Linked DNA regions of Mus musculus: region 1 is linked to region 2. Evidence: chromatin contacts called from public Micro-C data. All regions are on one chromosome and are shown on one strand. The core of a region is the stretch at or near the end of the contact, and the rest is flanking DNA. Distances in the headings are between cores, read along the strand shown. Region 1 holds the start of Col19a1 (collagen, type XIX, alpha 1). Region 2 overlaps Col19a1 (collagen, type XIX, alpha 1).

Region 1 (3,977 bases), core at 123-2,622, 76 kb before region 2:
AAATTCATCGGCTTGACCTACAGTTTCAAAGTTTATTTTTAAAGAGTATTAATCTGATGCAAATAGCTAAATTGAATAGTCTGGACAATAAATCCTGGGCATAAAATGCATATATAAAAATATAACTGACAAACGAGGAAACAAATTCAATTAGGATACTTGAGCAAATGGAAAGGTTCACCAGATGCCTAGGGAAGGCTTAGGAATCCTGTCTTTAAATGGGCAACTGAGCCGCTGGACTCACGTGATGCCTTTTCCTTTGGCCTCTTTCCACAGTCAACCAAAAATTCGTGAAGGAAAGCACATGAGGAGGGAGACACATTGTATGGCTTGAAATTCTGACAGAAACGTGGTTCATGGCAGTTTGTGAATTCTCACACTTCAGTGTTCTGTTTTCTTTGGGAATAGGCAGGTTACAAACCCACTGGTTGATGCTGTAATGGTCTTCCTCCAAAGAGGTGAAAATGAGCTATTTAAAAATTTGTTCTGAGCATTTTAAAATCTTTGCCACTGTGGTCTTGTCGTCTTTGGACTGGGAATCTCACTAAGTGAGACTTATGTCTTTGAGGTAACACTCTAAGGTAATGATTTCCATTCTTATGGATTAATAATACATATTTTCTCTCCAACTGCGGCAACACACAACTAAAAGAAGTTAAGCATTGTTTAACCTGTGGGTTAATCTTACAAATTCTAGTGTTTTTAAAAAAATCACACACTATATGTATATAAATATATGTGTATGTTTACTATGAATGAATATAAATCTGAATATAGACACATAATACTATATATATGTATGTATATACTTACTGTAGGTGTATATGTACTGCTATACCCACCCCCTCCACATATTGAAAGAGATCTCGAAGACTTACAAGACAGATATTTATAACACCAGACTATTGAAGCATAATATATTTAACAGTCACAACATACCTTTATGGATGTAGACACAAACCTACATAGAGAACGATGATTAGAATGCAAGCTGACTTGATTAACTTTAGATAAACTCAAGAAATAGAAGTGCAAAATAAAACATACACGATACCCTTTTTTATTTTTAGCTCGACTGTTAAAAAGCCAATTATCTACCTGTGAATGTATACCACGCACTGCACCGCACCGTACTTTGAGGACACTTCATAGTCAGAAGTGAGAAAGCGTCTGCCCCCAACTGTCATTGCCGCTATGAAATTGCTATTAAAACAGAAACCTGAAAGACTTAGTACCCAGCTCTGTGTGATCAAGGAAAACCTGGGCATGAGTTGGCTGAGGACTGTCTTGCTGAGTCCTCCGTGCTCACCGAGTGGGAGGGTCACACTGAAGGGACGAATAAGGGCAGAGATGCGTCCCGCTTCCACTCGCTGGGAGCTGGAGCGGGCCACTCCGCGGCGGTGCGGCAGCCCTGTCCGGACTCCACCGCGCCTCCCAGGGGCTCTGACACCAACCCAAGGTAAGCTGCGCAGCTCTGCCACATTTTGCTTGATGTTGCCTTCACAAGCCCGGTCTCTGCCATATGCTGTATTTCTGGTCATTTGCCTGCATCTGCTTTTAAAGAAAATGTCACAACCGTACTGCACAAGTGCACATATTTCGAGGGGAAAATCTGCCCACCTGCATTCCCACGCGGAGACGAGGGGACCGAGTGCATTTGGCCAGATCAGGCCACTTTGACACGCTGCCTATAATGTGGCTCGTGTTTGTGCGTCCAGGTCACGCGGGCTCGCGCGTTCCACTTTAGTTCTCGGTGGATTTTCTGGTTGGGTTTGGGAAGCAGAAGTGTATGCGATGCTGATGCGGATGGAAGGCACGCGAGCTATGGAAGAAGGGGTAAACGAACAGAGCAAGCTACGAATGCTGTGGGGCTGTGGTCTCTAGGGTTGGATGCTGTAACCGGGAGAGGTGAAAGCCAGGACGCAAAGCTCGGACGCTCGTGTACCCGGTGGAGTTACCCACTTCGACCCGCGCGGGGGTCCCAAGCCCGGCTTAGGCTGTCGCGGAGGAGGATCCGGGTCTGGTCCCGGAGTACCTGGCCCTGTGTCTCCTTCAACACGCAGAGTGCGCAGCGCGTCCAGCCGGAGCGCAGCCGCTGTCCCCGCTGTCCTCGCAGCCGCGGCCGCCGCGGGGACGTCAGGGTCCCGGCGCAAAGGGCCGGCGCCTCGCCTCCGCCCGCGGCCCTCGGCTCTGCGGGAATCCGGCCGGCGCCGCAGCCACCGCCGCCTGGAGGAGGGAGGCGGCGCGCATGGTCCTGGAGAAGTTTGTTGGCCCGGAACCAAGCGCGCCACTGCACAAGCCAGCTCCTTTGAAGCAGGCGGGAGATGAAGCTTAACCTTACCCCAGCTAGGTCGTGGAGGGCTCTGGAACTAGTTGAGTGGGTGGGCAGGTTACCCACGTGGGCCCCGTGCCATGGGGGACAGAGGGGAACGCATGGTGGGTCTCGGAGGACAATGGACTCGGCAATGGAGAGAATGGGACCCAGATGCTGAAAATATATACTTTTAATAGAACCATCCAGGAATTGCGACAGTGGGTGATGTGAGATCTAGAGTGAGTGAGCTGGGAGATGGAAGGGTAACAGAAATAAATTGTGCAGCCTCCACCCACCCCATCACCAATTCAGACTACTTACTTCCAACCTCTCCTTGGAGAGGAGGTCTGAGGAGCAAAAGGGATGAGAGAGTACTAGAGGCGCTTTAGAAGAATATACATCTGCCCACCCCCACTCCCACTAATCAGAGCTAAGGAAAGCAACACTCCTGTACAAATCAAGGACTACAGTTGTTCTTTAAGGGAGGAAGAAGCCTGGCCGAGAAGGGTGGCCTTTAGGTTCTCCTGAGTAGGTGAGCAAAGCCCGTTGGGCTCTTTCTAAGTAGAAAGCTCTTCACCAGGCGCCTGCAAAGGAGGTACCGGGATATCGCCGTGTTTTCATGGTGCAAATTGTAAGTTCTCAGGCCTGAGATGAATGGATGGGATTTTCTGATAGGGATAATTCTTCAGGGTGGAAAGAGGTAGCCGCTAGGAATAGGAAACTCATTCTCTGGAGGGTTTGACCAGAATGATTTCCCTAAGTGTTAAGAAAACTAAGTAAGGTGTCCCAGAAAAAAAAAAAAAAGTTCCAACAGTAGAATAGGACAGGAGAGCCGCTGCATATGGACAGGTACAGAATAGCCAAAGGAAGGGAAGGAAGCCACGTGCAATTATATTTGCATCTGAATTTTTGTTATCTCCAAGTTCTTTCCAAACAGACGAAAGCCCATAGTGCTCATCAGAAATGAAACCTTTCCATCTATTTTTCTGGTCCTGCATTTTAATCTCCCTTGCTGAAATTTCTGTTCATTTTCTGAGGCAGCAGAAACAGGCTGCGTCCTGAATGGCTCTAGAGACAGAAGGAAATATGGATAGAAACTATAGGAATGGGACTACGTGGAGGTTCAAACGAAGGATGAGCAACAAGCAGGGATAAAAGGTCGTGGAGCTGTAGATAACCTACTATGCAGCCCGGAAGTAAAACGGTGTCGTGGAAGACCGAGTGAAGGGGATGCGTTGAGTTACTCCAGGCAGGCCTTCTTGAGAACTTGTGCCTCAAAGAGGCAGAGGATAAGCAGGTTTAACAGAGGAGAGCACGAAGGGAAGACAGAAGGAGAGGCACGTGACAGCTTAAAGGTGTCGAGGGATGAGCGATGCGGGGTAAGACTGAAAGCACAAGTTAGGTGAAGTCTAAGATGAAGAGAGCTGATGATACCTGCAGAGAAGAGACTGAGAGGGGAGGGTGAGAAGCAGAGGGTGCTGTATGCTGTTGTATGGACCAATAGTAAGACAACCAGGTGAGGAAGCCATATACTGAATCTAAGGGCAAGATGGTGAGAATAGGCATATTCTATTCACCCTGTAGAATGTGAACGGAAAACACCTCTTAAGAATGTTCTATCAGAAAGCCAAGAGCCATTCAGATAAAAAATACACTGAAAAAG
Region 2 (4,432 bases), core at 385-2,884:
TAAAAGGCTTGTAATTGAAAGAATGTCCCCAGAAATAAGTTTTGAAAGGTCTGATTTGTTTGGAACTACTGATTGTATTTTTTTCCAATTATGAACTAAAATGTTGCTTGGAAGATAGAAGAGAAGCATCTTATGTTTTCTTTAGGACTAGAATTGGGGGGAAAGGAAGCAGGAACTCACACGCACACATGTGCACACGCACACACGTGCACACACACATGCACTAAATACATAAAACATAAAACAGATCAGTTCCCTTTCAATAGCATTGGGGAGTACTGATTTTGTGGGCAGAACTAGGTTTACCCTGGCTGCCAGCCGTTCTCTGGGCTTTGCTCCTATATTTCAGAATGAGCGCTAAAGTGACTGGTATTACCGACATAATGTTTTAGATTAAATTTTTATAGAGCCAACACTTGGCATCAGCATGTTTGGACTATGTCCTCTTGAAGTTTTCATGGTAATTCATACACCTCCCTCCTTTTTGATCCTTGGTAGGATCCAGTATGCTCACTCTCCTCTGGTGGACTAACGGCAATTAGAAGTGATTATAAGCCTCTAAGTAGGGAAAGAGGCAAGATCAGTTAACATTTGCCGTAGCGGAAACCTAGTACTTTTAACTACAGGAATCACAGAATGTCAGCTAAAGACACATGGGTGCCAGCACTCCAGGCACATGGTATGTAAAAGCTTGCAGCTAGCTAAGCTATCAGCACTCCTTTTTCTACGAAACGGGTTGCTGGCAGTGTGAATACCGTGTCATTGTGCTTTGGAGGATTATATGTGGTATCTGGTGATCCTGAGTAACTTGCAATATGATATAAAATATTATATTGGATCAACTGAGGGAAATAATCTGCTTCTTAGGGACAAGTGGGCATACTTCAGTGATGAGTAATGTTAGAGGCTCCGTTACCATAGAATGTTCTTTGGCATCAGATACTAAATGCGATTTCCTTATCTCTTTATCAAATGTCACTGCAGCTTTCTACTAGTCTTGCCGGTGCATCAGGTCAAGAACCATACTAACTTTCAAGAGAGGAAATGCTTAGTACACTGATAATTATGCTATTTTCGATGCTTCCACATCTAATTACATATCTCAACCAAATTTTGCCTGTACTATGATAACAGCAGTTATACTATAGAGTACTTTGATAGTTAAATCAACAAAGAAAACCCTTAACTCTTAAAAGAAAGTGTGTGCATGTATCTGTCAATACACTTCTGGTGAAAAAGAAAAAAAAGAAACAGTAAAGCTTTCCAAAAATGTATTAGTAATAAAATTAAGACCTCATTATTGAGGCAGAGTATCTCATTGTTGTCTTAAAATGTGAAGATGTGGTGTTTCTCTTCATATACTTAAACTTCCTTTAAATAATTGTTAGAAATGATATCTGTGTTCTAGATAATCCTTAAGAACTGTTATTTTCTAAGTGAATTTTCTAAATATTTTACAAAAATAGAGCAGATCATATTTTAAGCTGCCTGAATCTCGACACTCAGGAGCCAGAGTAAATTCCTAGACTCAAGTAAACGCCTGAGGGTCCACGGAGAATGTATCCACCCTCCCTGAAGTTTCTCTTTCTGGGTGGTGTACTATTCACAAAGCAGACTTGTCAGAGCGATGACCAAGAATTCCAGTAATGGAACCTGATAGGCATCTGCTAAAAACATTTACGCCCATGACAGGAGCCAGACAAGTGGAGAGGGAACTGTTTCATGCAGAATTGCCTTGGTATGCCTTTAGAATTCAGATCCCAGTAATCAACAGATATGGATAACGAAGTAAGTATTTTCACATTGTGACAAGAATATCAAGATGTACGTATATATCTCAGATTAGGTAAGAAGATACCTATAAACCACAATTAAATTGGTTACCAGGGACCATGTAGGGAAGCCACAACTGAAGGGCTACACCCCCATCACTGTGTAACAGTCTATAGAAGATGATTATGAGAATGGTAACTCTCGATGAATTTGTTAGCAAATCCTACCCAATAAAAGCATTTACTCTTGTACACAAGGAAAAGAGAAGGAAGGAAAGAAGAAAGAAAATATTGAAGGAAGGAAAAGGAAGGAAGGAGGGAAAGGGGAACAAGGAAGGGAGGAAGAGAGGAAGGAAAAAAGGAAGAAAAGGTTAGATTATTAAATAGCATTTGGAACACAGGATGTAAAACCATTGAGCACTTACTTGAAATGTCAGGTTATACTACAAGTTGGATAACAATAAGACTGATCCTTAACATCCCAGAGCCTCCATACACTCCCCCATTCCTTTACCTTAAAATTTGAGGTGATTGCCCTGTACATGTGACATGACAGAAATTGGAAGCCCAGATGCACAAGAGATATCCAGGAGAATGCTACCTTTCCTCATACTAGAGGGTGCCCCTTTTTGAGGGTCTTTTACAGTATCATTTGTGACTAATGACATTCATTTTGGTTACTCTTTTTAGGGTGAACATGGCTTAGATGGTACTCCAGGATTACCTGGTCAAAAGGTAATGAGTTTTTGTAAATGTTTCTTTCAAAGTAAGCTAATAACCCAGATTTCCAAGGAGGATTCATAGAAGTCTTTCCTTCTTGGAGACCCTTCAAGGAAACATTCATTACAGTATTAGTGGCATGCTTCCCCAAGAATCAGTAGTTATGCTTTCTAAGAACCATGGGCGACTTAGAGGGGCACCAGAAACACTTTGACTGTTATCAGTCAGAGTGAAAACTGGAAAAGAATTTTTCTGCAGCTGTTTCCTATTTGCACAGGTTGCGTTTCTCAGATTGGATTAAGCAAAAGTATTTATAATGACCTAAACTTTCTGGCATTACAAGGATGCTATATACACAAATAAGCTCTTCAAAACAAAACTTTCTTTGCTTTGGCCTGGGTAGTGCAGACCAATCATCCTAGCTACACAGGAGACAGACACAATAATATTACAAGTTCACAGCCTGCCAGCCTATAGTGTGAGCCTAAGGCCAGCTTGGACAACTTGATAAGATCACATCTCAAAATGAAAAGCAAAAGGAAGGCTGGAAACAGTTCGGTGAACAGTTCTTGCTTAGCCAGTAGGAGGCCATGAGTCAACCGCCTACATGGGAAAAACAAACCTGCAGAATGTCACATTCATATTCATCATGAATGAGAACTTTAACACCATCCAGGGTGAGTCTCTCAGTGCCTGAGATCTTTCTCATCACCAAAATTCATTTCCTCTCTATTCTTTACTATCTATTCAGGGATTGCTTTCTCTGGAAGCAAACTTGACTGTTTGTGCCAAGCATATTGAATGCACAGAAACTAATACACTCCAGATTCCAAGAGGGAAGTGGAGTAACTTTAGGTGGGGCCACCTGTCATGATACAACTCAGACAATCTCACCTTGAGGGAGAGCATCATTGGTGAAATTTCAGATGTCCCCTCAATGCCAAACATGACATTACGTTCCAGTGACGTGTTAACCGGTTTTAAAGGCAAAATGTCTGAAAGCACTACAGAGGTAGGTTTTCTTATATGTAGTTGGCAATGTCATTTGAAAAGATACACTTCTATGTATAGTTACAGCAGCTTTTAGGAATGTTTCCTTACATGGCCCCTTAGAGAGAATGAGGTTAGATTGGGAGGCATGAAATGGCATGCTCTGAGTGTTGTCATAGCAGTTCTAGACCAAGCCCAGTGGGACAGCATGTTCTGTATCTTCGAGCTGAGGTGCAAGCCAAGGGATGTGCGGATTTATCTGCTGGGAAATAGTTTTGGACTTTCCAGCAGCTGTTTGTGGTGGCCACATCTCATTCTGACAATGTGGCTGAGGCACTAGGGACATTTAACAGCTTCAATGTCAGCTTGAATTACCAGATGGAGTTAAATTCTATACTTTAGGGGAAACACTATTAAAAGAAAGGTAGTCCCATGCACCTATGAACTAATCTATTGTTTTCTGTTAATGTTTTGAGGCAAAGTGAAGCAAAAAAGATTATTTACTTATGTTTCAAAACACACATATATTTTAATGTGATTGTATTTGTATGCTAATAAGAGCTCACAGTCTTAATTAATGTAGATTTTAATTAAATCACATGCCACTTTATGGAGGCATTGAAAAAAAAATCTGAGATCTGAAACTTTTCCCCTTTAGCTACGTATGCTGGCATATGTTTATTTATTATCCCAGCAAATAATCGTAATGGAGGTAGGAAGATCTGGAGTTCATGAAAGGCCGTTGTGAGCTATATCATGAGTTCAAGGACAGCCTGGTCTACATAATATCTTCTCTCAACAAACTTAAATAGAAAAATAAAAGGAACAAATGAAAATATTGGTCTCTTATGCCTGTACACTCAGAAGATACTGGCTGGATGCCTTAGACCATGACCCTCAGTGGGTGCATGGCAGATGTGACCATCTCTACCACTCATCTCACAGCTATG

What was found. A called contact is a pair of places that touch in the nucleus more often than the background predicts.
Region 1: a contact with region 2 is called in a Micro-C map of muscle stem cells, with 3 times the contacts expected there. The contact joins the promoter of Col19a1 here to the enhancer-like site in region 2. A contact is called at or near these places in 6 of 484 Hi-C or Micro-C datasets (cerebellar granule neurons, cerebral cortex, muscle stem cells and 2 more) and 2 of 9 other capture datasets (adipose tissue and liver).

Annotation. Positions count from the first base shown.
Region 1 is chr1:24,584,832-24,588,808 of GRCm38.p6, reverse strand. It overlaps Col19a1 (collagen, type XIX, alpha 1), which reads left to right and starts at 1,372. Exons shown (of 51, transcript NM_007733.2): 1 at 1,372-1,459.
Region 2 is chr1:24,508,918-24,513,349 of GRCm38.p6, reverse strand. Col19a1 (collagen, type XIX, alpha 1) reads left to right here. Exons shown (of 51, transcript NM_007733.2): 10 at 2,463-2,507. Among named protein-coding and RNA genes, the nearest start is that of Gm26418, 38 kb to the left of the region's middle. Within about 2 kb of position 1,634, at least 4 of the 459 cell types and tissues checked have an H3K27ac peak or open chromatin away from gene starts, as enhancers often do. A contact at or near this core is called in muscle stem cells, where this site is marked.